Linked DNA regions of Rattus norvegicus: region 2 is linked to region 1. The links are chromatin contacts, called in public Hi-C maps. All regions are on one chromosome and are shown on one strand. The core of a region is the stretch at or near the end of the contact, and the rest is flanking DNA. Distances in the headings are between cores, read along the strand shown.

The links. Hi-C and Micro-C count contacts between places; a contact is called where the count stands out from the background.
Region 2: a contact with region 1 is called in a Hi-C map of liver, with 2.5 times the contacts expected there. The contact joins two enhancer-like sites. A contact is called at or near these places in 2 of 12 Hi-C or Micro-C datasets (liver and psoas muscle).

What each region holds. Positions count from the first base shown.
Region 1 is chr11:70,828,367-70,835,625 of GRCr8, forward strand. All of the region lies in intron 5 of Zbtb20 (zinc finger and BTB domain containing 20), which reads right to left. Among named protein-coding and RNA genes, the nearest start is that of Mir568, 270 kb to the left of the region's middle. Within about 2 kb of position 4,970, at least 71 of the 93 cell types and tissues checked have an H3K27ac peak or open chromatin away from gene starts, as enhancers often do. A contact at or near this core is called in liver, where this site is marked.
Region 2 is chr11:71,327,257-71,334,397 of GRCr8, forward strand. No RefSeq gene overlaps it. Among named protein-coding and RNA genes, the nearest start is that of Zbtb20, 34 kb to the left of the region's middle. Within about 2 kb of position 2,560, at least 91 of the 93 cell types and tissues checked have an H3K27ac peak or open chromatin away from gene starts, as enhancers often do. A contact at or near this core is called in liver, where this site is marked.

The sequences.
Region 1 (7,259 bases), core at 3,720-6,219:
ATGAAGCAGATGAGTCCCTTAATTTAGAAGCCTAAATTAAGTCTACCTGATTTGTTCTTTTTTTTCTATTTGCTATTGAAATGTAGAGACAATTTTTGTACTCTGATCATGATGTAGCTGTAACATTTATTATAGTATTTTGTTCCTCTTGACTAGGGAGGCAATTAGCAGGAGGTGAAGGTGCTAATATCTTTTATTACAATTTATATCCTTCCATATTTGCTCCTTTTCATAAAAAGGATCCTTTTCTTTCGTTTTCAAAAGTGGATTAGGCACTCATACAATTTTACCCCTTAGAGTGATTTGTATACACTACCCAAGAGGCCATCAAACTACAAATCCTGCCAGAAGGGACTGGAAGGTGAATGTGGTATTTGTAGCTTGAGGAGGAACAGGTTATTTGGTGCCAAGTTTGTGCGACTGGAAATGTCCTCTACTTGTTAACTCCCAAAGAACAACAGATTTACTAACAACACATTTTAGTTTTCAGCATGTCTGCACAGTTAACTTTCCATTGTTTGAGGGTTACTTATCCATTTTGTGAATGACTTTTTTTTTCTCCCCCTGGCTGCTTACATCTAGGAATTCGATTTACTAGAAAGTGCAGAGAGAAAAAATTTAAAAATATGAAGATGAACATCTTATTTATATGTCATACACACAGATGCATTGAAAGTTCTAAAAATCATTTTCAGAAAACAGGATTGAGTACAGATTAGGAGTTATGCTGACTGACCAGTAATAGTTAAGTTTAAAACCCACTTTATACACTTGGTTATTTTTACTATATTCATATTCATAATACATGCACTTATTATGTGGCTTATATCAGGGCATCGTATGGGGTACCGGAATAGGGACACAGCACATGACACCCTAGAGGCTGGCTCAATTGATGCCCCTTCTCTGAAGATACTTCAGTGGGCTGTGGCGTAATAACTGAAGTGAATCTACCATTTCTCTCCTCATTGATCAGCACAATTGAACTTGGCTATTTTCAGCTATTATTTACCTCAAACAGGGCATTTAATTAGTGCTTGTTAAGACAGTGCAAATGATTTGGCTGCCTGTCCCCTTGCCCCTGGTCTTTATAGAGCTGCCTGCCTGCCTCATCTCTCTCGCCCAGTTCACAGCACTCACAGCTCCTGTGCCTGGTGCCTGTGCCTCTACACCTATCCAGCCTGGTTCCTTACATGTGGACTCTGAGAAAGGGAAGAAGCACAAATTGACTATTCGCAGATATTCCCAATCTGGAGAAGCTCTGGTTAACATGGAATATTACAGGAAGTATTACAGGAAGTATTACAGGAAGTATTACAGGAAGTATGGTATGTTCAGATTATGTGAACTAAGTTAGGTATCTGGTTACCTCCACAAGTTCTAGAAAATGAAGAGAAAGAACTTCTGTAAGTTCAAGACCTCTATAACCATCAGAAACGATCCAAGCTTTGTGGGATTAGAGAAACTGTCCCAGTTAATGCCTGGGACAGGTCCAGTCTTGGAAGATCTAATAAAGAGAGACAGACACAGAGAAATCTATTGATTGTGTCATGGACATGCTCTCCATTGTGGTAACCAAGAGATACTCACTGCCAATGAATACAGATAATCATTCATTCCCTATCCATTGATCTTTCAGCTCCCCAACTAAGATTGAGGCAACATGACACTGTTTGAAAAGGGAAGGAACGCACAAGCATAAGATATAATACCTTTTATCAAGGCAGCATATGATAAGTGATCGCTGCTGTCTGTATAACTGTAGTCAGTGTCAGACCATCATCAGAAAAAAAACGTGACTTGACTGACTAGGTATCTTGAAAGGATATCTGGGAAACTATGTTCTGACACTAATATGTAAGTGCAGTATTAAGGTATTTAATACACAGTTGAGTAGCAGAGGAATGAGAAAGAATAAACTGGGTCATTTATATATATGTATTAATTCTTACAAAATGAATTCATTAAATATATTTCTCAATTTTAATTATTAGCTATTTAATTTCTGTCTACTTTAAGCTATTTCTTACACAGAACAATTAGTATTTTGAAGCTAGGCATAATAGGATTTAGGTTTACAATATGATATGTATGTTTAATCAAGGATAATTACTAAGCTTACCAGTTATCAGATCATCTCATTTGTAGATCGTGTTCATAAATATCTGTATGAACTGCATTCTCAATGTGGTAAAATAGCACCTTGACTTTGCTTATGGTCAGTTTGAAAATATTTTGTGGAATTCAATGTCTAGAAAGTCTAGGTAGAATCATATTTTAAATATATAAGGACATAGTTTTGCATATATACATACATTTATAAGTTAACATACTCAATCATATATGTCCAAAAACATAACATATAGAACATATGTTTTCCTAGGGAATCACAGAAAATATCCTTAAAATTTCTGCACAAATAGAACAACTGCTCCCCTCGATATGAGCATGGCTGGAAGAATGAGATCGGTAGACAGTTTCCTTTTTTTAACATAGTAAACTTTTAATACAGTATTCTGGATACAAGTAGAATAGCACTAGGTAAAGGACTGCAGTTACCTCAGCAGTCTGGGAGTATGGGTTGAGATCAACCAAGGTTTAATAGCCCCTTCACATGGCATCAGTGCTGAACAGAGCCAAAGCAAGCTAGGATGGAGACTACAACTAACCTTCCATGTAAACCAGTTATTTTAAGGTGATTTACCCTCACTTAATGGCAGTTGAGTAAGTTAAAGTTTCTTAATGGGGGTAAACACAAGCTGGCTATTGGGCAAGTTCTTTGTCTATAGTTGTAACTGCTTAATTAAATGAATATAATATATAGGAAATAACCCCATTTAAAATTTGTTTGCAAGAAAAAATATTTTTAAAACATAAATTCTCATTAATTTAATGAAATTTAAACTTTCAGATGAACACTGAAAAACAGAATATAGTATGCTATAAAGGCTTATTATATAAGTACGGAAAATACCAGGTAATATGAATGCAACTATGTCAACTTACAAAATACACCATTTTCTCTTTGATCTCTCTCTCTCTCTCTCTCTCTCTCTCTCTCTCTCTCTCTCTCTCTCTCTTTCACGCACGCGGACACACATTAATCAAAGTCTAACTTCTTATGTGCATCAGCTCACCACATTTTTTTAATGACCATGTAGAACTCTAGATCTCAGCAAATAAAAGAAAAAATTCTCTGGCAGATTAGATTTGTAAAATATAATTTCTTGGGGCATAATGTTAGGTAAGTGTGTTTATACTCTCCACCTAAAGTTGCTTACAAATTTTTATGTACAGTCATAGTTCTTGAGAATAAACTGTTTCCAAGTGTTAATAGAGCCAGCTGTCTTCAATGTAGCCTGTATAGACTGCGTTTCTCTCTCAGTCTGTGTGGTTGGGTGTGTTAGCAGAGAGAGCCATAGACTCCCATGTAGATCTGTATGGCCATTGAGCTCCGACATTTCTTAAGCCATGTTTGGAAGTTCATAACACAATTGGATTGTTATGCTTTTTAGAAAATAACAAAATAAATAAAAATACCCCATAATGTAATCAATATGGATAGTCCATTAATTACTAACATGGGCTAACATAAATATAGCCTATACAACAGCCTGGCCCTAACTTACTGAAGCAGCTTTCTTTCACACTGAGAGCTAACAAATTTGATGAACCTTGGAAACTATAAAAGTTGTGTGACAAAGTCAAGTTTGCTCTAGAGGTCACTGACAAACCCTAATGTGACAGTAGCAGTACACAGTGTCTGAGGGCAGTTGGGACATATGAGTATGCAGGAGTTCTGTGGTTAAGAATCCAAATCGCCCAACACGGCAGACAAAATTCCAGAGCTAAGTGTCAATGTTATACACTGAATCACTGTGCCAGTTTGAACAAAGGTGAACACACAAACAGACACCCAGGACACACATCTGTTAAATCAGCTATTACTAAAGCATCTCTGCCCTAGAAGAAATCTACTGGCAATGTGTTAATAGCAAAGACAGCTAAGACAATAACATAGCATTTCTTCCCAAATATTTAAGGATATTGAGTAAGTGCCCCTTAGGCTGGGTTGTGGTTCTGGGAAGTTTTAGCCTATGAGAACCATATTGGGAACATCAAAGACTCTTTCCCCTCTCCAAAGAGCAATTCACTTCAGAAGATGCCACACAGCCAAATAATTTTATGGCCACCATGTTTGTTTGTTTGTTGTTGTTGTTGTTTTTTCTCTTTTTTTCCTTTAATATCTTAGAACATGCTGAATACTTGACATTAGAAAGGTGAGAAGGCAAGGTAAGATGGAGCATGTCTAGAACAGCTACAAAGTAGTGGCCTGACGGCAGCAGACAAGCCCACCCACCTGACATTTCACTTCCAGGGAGGGTGCGCATAGCAAGAACAACCCGGAAGGTCCCTGCTGGCTATGACGGATCAGGCTGCAACCCCACCCCCACCCCATTCCATTCCTTTGACAACTTTCCGGAGCCCACTCAATCAGTCTCCTCTTATATTGAGGACAACACTATATTTGGGTTTAATATTGTGGAGACAATCATCAGTTTCCTTTGTCAAGATGATGAATTTCCCTGGAGCCATATAAGGCGTCTCACTGCATTCTTCTGCTCAGTTCCATGAGTACAGAATAAAGAATAGGGTGTGACACACACGGTTTTCCTGAAGTCAGAGCAGCCCTCAGGAGGGATCTGTAAAGGAAGAGTCCTCACTACATTTATGTGTCTCATCTACTACAGTTTCAACTGGCTTAGCTCGCCGTATGCATGGCACAACTGCTCAGAACAGAAATGCATCAAAAGTTAGCAGAGGGAAAGAAACTTCAGCTGAATAATTATTCCCACTTTCACTTCCCCCTCCCACCACCCTGAGCTCTTCCTCCCTGCCCCAGTCACTCACCTACCTTCCTCCTCCCACAAGCATGTTTGCTAGGCATGTCAAGGCTGACAGCCCTCTGTGGCAGCAGCAAAACCTATGCCTGCAGGCTGCTTCGAAGCAGAGCCTCAAGGCTCTGCCCTTGTCCAGAGTGCGCTCAGCGATACACACTAAAAATCCTCACCACTCTGATTGTTTGGCAGGCTTTTTTAAATGTTTTTTTTTCTCCCCTTTTAAAATACCCTTTATTTCCTGCCTGCCTCAGAGACACCAAGAATAGAATCCTTGATACATCAAATTCTGGAAGCCACCACTCACCAGGACTGTGGTTCCTGATCCAGGGAGTGACGGCTGAGAGTCACACAGTCTCTTGAGAGTGTCCAGGCCTGGCTGCTAAGCTCCCTGCTCTGATTAGTCTGTTGAGTTCACAGTGTTCCAGAGTGCTGAAGCACAGAAATTAGGGAGGGGAGGTGGAAGGAAAATCACTGGAGCCTCTTACGATCTAACTTCCACTAACTGAGAGGAAATGTCTTATAAATAAACAACAGCAAGAGAAACACACACCAAAAAAAAAAAAAAAAAAAACCAAACCCTATCCATCCTGCCAGAGGAATGCACATTATTGTCTCCTGACGGAAAACTCTGCACCACACCAGAATGCAGCCATGACTCCTGAAACTACCTCTCTTAAAACAGAAAGAAAAAGACTCAAGAAGGAAGGTGGGGAAGCTTCTCTCATGCCCTTGGGAAGTTCATGTGAGTTCCCAGTACTCAGGCTACTCTAAGCAGTTTCACAGTCTGTGTTCCAGGGTTTCGTGCGGAGGCTGCTTATTAACAAAATTTCATTTCTGCCCAGATCATTGCTCTACCATCCGGACATTTTCAGAAGGGAAGTTCAGGGAGGGGGGGGAGGGTGCAACTGTGGAGGAGAGGAAGAAAAGAGGACAAAGGGAAAGTCCTGATGACCCAGAATGCCCTAGCCACGGCCAAGAGCCATGAAAAGCAAGCCCCCACCCACCACCGTCCCCTGCTTGATGAGGACTTGACGATGGGGTTGTGTTTAATCTACTTACTCTTTCTGCTCGGAGGCTGAGGTTCCTACATTTCCAGCTCATGCTGGACTGTACCGTAAGCAACAAGTGGAATGAGTTCAGTGAGCTCATTCTAGTCCTTCGACTCCTGTCCACATCACTAAGCGACTGCACAGCTTGGCACAGGCCAGGATGAGTCAGCAGTCCCTGGTCATGAGAGGCCAGGCCTGGAATAGCATTGGGATGTGTGTGTGTGTGTGTGTGTGTGTGTGTGTGTGTGTGTGTGTGTGTGTGTGTTGGGGGTGGGGGGGGGCAGGTCAGGAGCAAAATGAAGCAGAAAGCAGACCTAGGTGGCAGGACTCCACTGTGTTATATGCAGGATACTGCAGGCCACAATGAAAGATCCTCATTAGCTGGGGGTAAACAACACAAACGGCAGGAAGAACGGCAACATCATCGGAAGAACAAAACAGATTCTGAAGGCTAAAGCATGCTGGTTACTATTACTACACGAGCACCTATTTATTCCATGTGCTATAGGTTCAAGTAAAAACAGCTACTCCCATACTATATTGTTTTGGTATTCTGATGTTTTCCCAATTGCTAAATAGCAAAACAAAAAGCAAGCAGAGCAGTTACAGAGAGAAGTAATGTACTCCATAAAGTAATATAACTGACAGAGTAACTGATACATCAAGGATGGATGTCTGGGCTGACTGTGTCCTTATGTAAGCTGCACAAAAAGCATTAACGTAGAAAGAAGCACTCCCTATACTGAGTCTGACAGCAGAAAAGAGCTCAGGGCGAAAAGACGCAGCAGGTTCCCTGCTACACCCAGGGACCATAGCGTTGTGTTTGTAGTTAGTTCTACACAACACATATAGTGTGTAAGACTCTGTTAGACAGTGACCACCAGGATTCTGAAGCCCTCCTTAGTGTACACTGCAATACAGCTAGAGGTAAGCCAAAATGAAAGGAGGGGTAAAATCTAAGTTAAAATAAATCAGTGATGGACAGGCAAGCTATGGTGTAAATCAACTGATAAAAACTACGTAAAACAGACTGAAAGATACCATATCTAGATGAGGCTACTGTGCTGGAGACTGGCAATTCTCGACATGATGGGAAAGGTGGGGGTTTGGAGCTGTGTGGTATAGGAAGTGAATGAGACATCGGAGTAGAGAAACACTAATGAAGAACTTTAAGGAAGTTCAAAGAGGAGCTGCGAGAACGCGTTCCAAGCTTTCATCCCTCAGATGCACACGTTTGTGTATGTTAAGGAAATATGCAAGGCAGGTTAAGTAGCTTCTATCCCAGAGCATATCATGTCCAGTGTCCTAC
Region 2 (7,141 bases), core at 1,310-3,809, 500 kb after region 1:
GCAAAAACACTCCTTGGCTCCATCACTGCATTAACTCGTGTGGTCCTCCATCACCTAGTCAATAAACTCAGGATCTAGGTCTGTTTTCTTGCTATAGTGATAGCCCCAAAATGCTGGCCTACCTAGATAGATAAATATAAAGAGCGCTTCATGAAATAGGTAAGATGTAATAATGTTTAAGCTTCTTTATCTAACCTATTAACATTAGAAGGTCGACAGGAGAGGGTGCTATTACTTTGGAGCCTGGTGGGCAGCATACCTGTCACTTGATCTTCACATCTGAAATGCTTGAACTTCACTAAGACCTGAATCAACGCCCGAAATGCCTGACTGACTCACTGTGCAACTAACTCAGAGACTTCCAGAAAACTCCACTTTCTTCTCCTCACATGTTTATTTCAGCACCCTTTGTCCTCAAACTCAAAGCTCTGCAAATGGAGTTCAGAGGAAATCTGGAGTCCAATCTTGGGCTTTTACATTTGAGACTGAACAGAACCATCTTGGTTCTTCAACAATTCTAAAACCAAGTTTCTTGGGAGGATTCAACAGATGATCAGGGGGAATACCACGACTCCTGTGTATGGGCTCTGATGAGTTATTAGGATTCTACTGAGTAAGGGTCCGAGAATAAGTGGCTTGTTCTTGCTTTGTTTTATCTACTTTTCCTAGAAGTAAAGTCAAACCTAATCGTAAAGCAAAAATACAAAATGTAGTCAGATCTTGACATACTTATTTGTGGAAAGGCACAGAGGGTCTATTCCCACAATAGAGAAAAGGTTCTTAAGACAAGAAGCTAAACCAGGAATACAAGCAAATCCTGTGAGAATTTTAAGTAGCCATTGATTCCTTGAATTGAGAGCTCGCACTATTTTCCACAAATTGGTATTTGGATGTTTTAAGTTTTTCAATGGCAACAAGTTGCAGCAGAAACTTGGAACACTGTTCACTTGAAATCACTGTATACTCTAAAAAATTTTATCAGCAGAAAATACCAAAGTGAGAAAATTCCACAGTGTGGTGTGTGTGTGTGTGTGTGTGTGTGTGTGTGTGTGTGTGTAAAACAGTAAAGGCAAATTTCACTGACTACAAAGGTAACATGTTCAACTTAAATCTTGGCCAACGATTCTGAGGACTGTACTCAGCCACAGGCTTCCAAATGTCCTTCCCATGCCATTCAGATTTCTGCTGGAGAACTGTCTTGCTTCTTCAGACCTCATTTGACCCGGTTCAGAGTAAGAGATCATCGGATTACCGAGCTAGGTAGTGTAGCTGTACGCCATATTGTGTTTTTCGCTAATGTTTATAGTCTGTGTGTGTGCCTAGCATATGCTTGTGCAAGTGTGTTTATCAATACAACTTTTACGAAATTCCTGCCTCCTGCCTCTTCTGCATCCTTAGGAAGGGGAGGGGCTGAAGGGGACCCTGAGAGCCACACACAGAGAAACGCATTAAAACAATTAAGAGGTCCAGGTTTGAACTTCAAAACCATCCTTCAATATTTGGGGATTGGGTGGGTTTTGTTTTATGTTTCAAGGTATAAAAGAGCGTTAACATTTTAATGTCTCGGAAGTGGCTCAAAGGCTAAAGAGAGAAGGACAAGGTTCAGCCCTTGCCAAGCCCCCCAGTCTAAGGTTCGAGCACGGCAGGCGGGGCTACATGTCCCAGCCGAGTTCTCCTAAGCCAGTCCTCCGCGCGGGAGGAAAGCGAATGGGAGGGCTGAAGGAGGGAGGGGAGAGGGGCGGGAGCCGACGCGGCCAACAGCTCCGGAGCCCCGGCCGGTGCCCCTCAGCTCCTCTTCTGGGAAGCCGCGAATCCAGGAGCGGGGAGGAGAGACAAGACGCGGTGGCAGCAACCGGACGCCCCGCCCGGGCTAGCCGCGGACCCTCCCCGCAGGGTCGCGCGAGGCCACCGGGCAGGCGCGAGGAGGGGCGGCGGGAGGGCGCGCGGGGCGGGGCAGAAGCCCCGGGCTGCGGCTCGGAACTCGCGCCGCGGCCCCACCCCGCCCCCTCCTCGGCGGCCCGCCACCCCCGACTCCCGGCGACTCGCAGACGCCCGGCCGCGCTCCGCACGCACACACCCCTCCCTCCCGCCCGCCCCACAACAAATTAGAGTTTTTGGCGTTACCTCCTCGCGCTCTTTAATCTTCTTTCCTCAACTCCTAAACTTCCCCCCGCCCCTACTTCTTCGGCAAAAGGCCCACATTGGGCGCTTGAAGCCGCGAACCTCTAACTTAGGCTACTATTGGGCGGATCGCATGCCACTCGGTGTTTTAGCTGACCAATAACGATTGGACAGCCCTCGTGAGGTTGCCGCCCATAAACAAAATGCACTCTTCCTCCTCCCCTCTGCCGCCCCGCCCCTAACTGCCCCTTCCCTCATCTCTGTCATCTTTGATTGGCCTTAGAGACACCCAATCCGCTATCTCAAGCGTCGATTGGTGACCGGAAACGTCACTCAGAACATGTTTAACAATCTATTGGTCAACGGTCTCAACACTTGCCGCCCACCAGCGCCCTGTGTAGAGAGGCCAGACGTCTCTCCTTGTTCAGTGATCCAAGAGCTAGGAAACTATTGGTCGACAGAGGCCGTCAGACCGGACCGTAGTGATCAGTGATTGGTCAGGATAGGCACGATCAAGTTTGGTTGTTTACTCCTCCACTTCCCCACCCTCCTTTTCATCCACGTCCCCGCCCCCTCCCGACTGCTTTTACTTTCTACGCATTTCTATTTCCTCCTTTATTTATTTATTTGTGATAAACTTAAATGACCCGAGGATAGAGGCGGGACTCCAAGAGGGGCTAGAGGATGACGGGCGGCGTCCTGGGGCCAATTGTCGCGGGGACTGCGGGGTGAGGGGCAGCGGCGGCGGCCAGTGAGAAGCAGGTGTCTGCCGCGCGCCGCCTATGGAGCCGGGATGCCCCAGCGGAGGCGGCGGTTACCCGCTGTCTGGCTCGCCGGGAGGGGGAGGGTAGAGAGAGGGTTCAGTGCAGGGAGGAGGGGTGTCGCGGTCACGGGCAGTGGCCGTCCAAGCGAGCAGGATCCTGGTGGTGGGAGGGACCGCTGGGCGGGAGGCGACCTGCGGCCCAGGGAGACAGAGAGGCGGGAGCAGTGTTAGGACTCCCAGGGAATGTGTTCCTACAGAAAAATACCGTGTAAAACCGTCTGCAGAGAGCCGCCCTTAATATCAATGAGGATTTATTATCCTACCGGAAAAAGCAGATTATGTTTCTTATTACTAAACGCCTGAAGTACTGACGACCCAACTGGAGCCCACAAAATTCAATATCCTGGGAGCTAGAAGGAATAAAGCAACATGGAAAATTAAATGCAGTTCAGATGCTTCAATAAAACCTTCATCTTCATCCATTTGTCACTCAGCATAGTACTCCCCAGAGCCAAATTCTAACAAATACTGGTCAGGCAAGGGCGGGGTAGAGGAGGAAGCGGGTGAGGCCAGAGGCCAGCAGGAAGCCAAGGATAGATTCCTGAAAAGAATTCCTTAAAAGGACTAAGAAGGAAAAAAGAGTGGCTTTTCACTCTACAAAGAAAAAGAATTCCTGACAAAATAAGAGCTAATACTTTTTAAGGAGCTTAATTTGTCACGAAAGGGATTTGTCAGAAACACCAAGCATACAAAGAAACTGTATTAGTAATATTAGTTATTAATACAGAAAATAATCTTATAGATTGTAGACTTGAAAAATAGCTTCTGGTAGGCTCGAAGTAAGTTTAAGTATGGATTTAACTTGCCTAAGCTTCCCTGACACGTACTGAATATTTTGAGCACCAAATGTTTACTTTGACTAAGTAGAAGTCTGGCAGACCATGGGCAAAACAAAATTAGCCCCGATTAAAAAAAAGTACAAGGCCTTGCCTTCATGAATACATTAGGGTCCGTTGCTTAAAATTAAGAGAAGTGAAGGATGCTCACTGTAAAAAGTGCTACTGAGGAAATTTAAATCCATGCATAAACCCTAAGTAAAAGTTTTAGAGAAAATAGTCCATGCAGAAAAATCAGCTGCACCTGAGAAAATTAAGTAACGTTTAACAGAAGTGTGCAAGTATTAACCCCCTAACTTTAAGAAGAAATGACTATGTCAAATACTTATTATTTCTCTTAAATTTTTAAAGATACTTTGCAGTGTTTAGTAAATGTGAGGATTATGATGAATCACAAGGGCAGCTGTAAAAGAACAGTGACAAGGTGAGGCCTTAGGTGTCACGACCTGTGTTTTTAAATATACAATTCTGTTGTTAAAGTGCTTTTGACTCTAAGGAGTATTCCAGTGTTCACGTTTGCATTGTACGGCTACCCTATGCCTTTTGCTTCTACCAGATGGAGACATCCCAAACAAGTATCAAGACCCCCGCTAATAGTTGGGCATGAGGTATTTTCTTCTTTAACATTCAACAGAACTGGAGAGTGATTTTTGGTGGGCTGGCGTGGTGGTTCAGTGGGTGAAGGGGCTTCTGCCAAGACTGATGATCTGAATTTGGTTCCCCATAGCCCACTTGGTAGAAGGGGAGAACCAACTGCCCCAAGTTGTCCTCTGACCTCTAAACGTGCATCATGTACCTACACACACACACACTCACACACACACACGAGTAAATAAACATTTTTAAATTGTGTGTCAAAAAAGGTTAAGAAATTAAAAAAAAAAGCTGATCAAAAATAAAAAGACTAGCAGTTGCCTAGAAAAGTTTATAAAAATGTCTGTTAGTCATCTATTCACAGTCTGTTCACCTCTTTCCAGTACGCCGTTTGTTCCTTCACTCAACAAACATGACGCGTACATTCGTCACACTAATTGAAAACCTTAAATGGAGACAAATACCGAAGACTGGCGTTGGCTTTTTTTTCCCTCCAGAGTCCTCTGCTTCTTAGAAGAAATGACTGTGCTGTGCATGTGTGTGTGCAGCGTATACAACATGACTGTGCTGTGCATGTGTGTGTGCAGCACATACAACATGACTGTGCTGTGCATGTGTGTGTGCAGCACATACAACATGACTGTGCTGTGCATGTGTGTGTGCAGCACATACAACATGGGAGTATATAAAGCACCATCTTCCAAAGGAATTGGGAATAACCAGATACACTGAAATTATCATCATATTGAGTTAAAAAATAGGTCAGTTGCTGTTCTCAAGGGGCTTAGAGTCTAATAAACGCACTACATATATGAAGCCTATAATATATAAGGTCCTGTATATCATAATTACATATAGTGTGTAGCAGAATTAATGGTACCACTAGGTGAAGTAGAAAAAGTCTCAATGATGCGACAAATAGACTATCAGAAAATATAAAATATTTACATCTGAGAGACAAGTGAGAAAATTTCAATGACCAGTAAAGTATTCAAAGGAAGCACAAAAGAAAGCAATAAAAGTCCACGGTAACAAAAGGCTTGGGAAGGTCTTGAATGCATAAACCCAGTTTTGCCTCAAATACTTTTATTGCCAACTTCATGTGGTATTTAGAAGATACATTAGGGAACTTACCACCCTGTATATGATATACATCACTTAATATTTTTATCCTTTTGAGAACAGGCACTGCGTTTCTATAGATTAGCTCACTAATAACAAAAGCACATTAACAGCAATTAAAAAATATGAAAATAAAAATCTTCCTAGTGGCATAAAATCGAACTAGACAGCAAAATTTGTCGGGACAATATGCAAAACATTAAGGTTGGATGAGTCATTCAAAGCAACTTAAGGAGGACACTTGTAAACACACATGCACCCCAGATGGGAAGCCAGTTCTTCTGCCCCTGGAAACATTATATAAAAATTGCTTGAACCACGAAACCCACAATGTGGGAGAAGTCTGAAGCCCTTTATAATATTTCTTACAGGCCCTTAGCCTGTTTTTCTCTGCACCCAGATTCTCCGTCCAATGCCTGCTCTTTGTTCTGCTCAAAGCTTTGTTGTAAACGGAAGAGTCATACCAAAACCATAAGCAGTTTCCAACAAAACTCCACATAATTAGGATCTAACCCACTTGACTCCAGAATGTCATCCCAAGAGAAGAGGAATAAAAGGTGTGTGTGTGTGTGTGTGTGTGTGTGTGTGTGTGTGTGTGTGTATTGTATGGTGTACTGATTACATTTATTGGGGCTGGGGGAAAGCCCAGAAAAAGAGTCCTGCATAAATGACAATTTATTAAAATTGCAGATCAGCAACAGAGATCATGAGGGAGAGGACTGTTTGAGTGAATGGAATTAGATCAATCAGAACTGATCAATAAATAATACACAAAAATTAACTTTGGGTACTTTATGGATAGTGGGTGGGGAATATAATTGATAGTTCTATTTGAAATGCACAAGTGGATGTGGGGAGAGATCAGAATTCACTGGGAAAAGCAAAAACAGTGAATAAATTTCCAGCATAATGAAAAGCCCAGGAACCCACTGAGATCCACAGATCCACTTGGCCTAAAACGTGATTAATCTGTGTGATGTCAAGGTAACTAGTTTAGAATCATGTAAGAGCTCCATAAGGCAAACCAGCAAGGACATGCCAAGAAATGGAAGAGGAAGACCATTGGCTTAGATGGTACCATCCCACTCGCTAGGGTCCAAAGTACAATAAAACATAGGATAGGAGAGAGTTGTCAGAGAGCCTGTAATCTGTCTCTTTCTTGTTTCATGGTCAGCCACGATTTAGATCACTCTTCTCATCCACCTCTTGCAACTGACTTGACATTTGTCCTGTGTCCATTGTCCTAAGTGATCAAGAATTCAAACCTCTAAAACAGTGAGCCTAAATAAAATCTCCTGGAAGTTGCTCTGTTGGTCTTTGGTCACAGTTGGCACAAATGTAACCAGTGCAGTTGCTGTGGATCCGTGAGCTCATGAACTCCACTCTTGTAATTTCTTGTAGTGATGGAGGTGTGTTTAATTAGATCCATACAGTTCAACAGTTATCTTAGTTGATGTTCACAGACCATTTTACTGTTTCATTATTATCTTGAGATATATTTTACAGTCTGGCTAGCCTTGAATTCACTTTATATCCTTGACTAGACTCCAGCTGAGCCTGTGTTCTCTAGGGATGGGTTTGCAGACATGTGTCACCTGTCTTGATAGACTTTTTTTTTAATTTTGCATATAGAGTTTGTATCTAT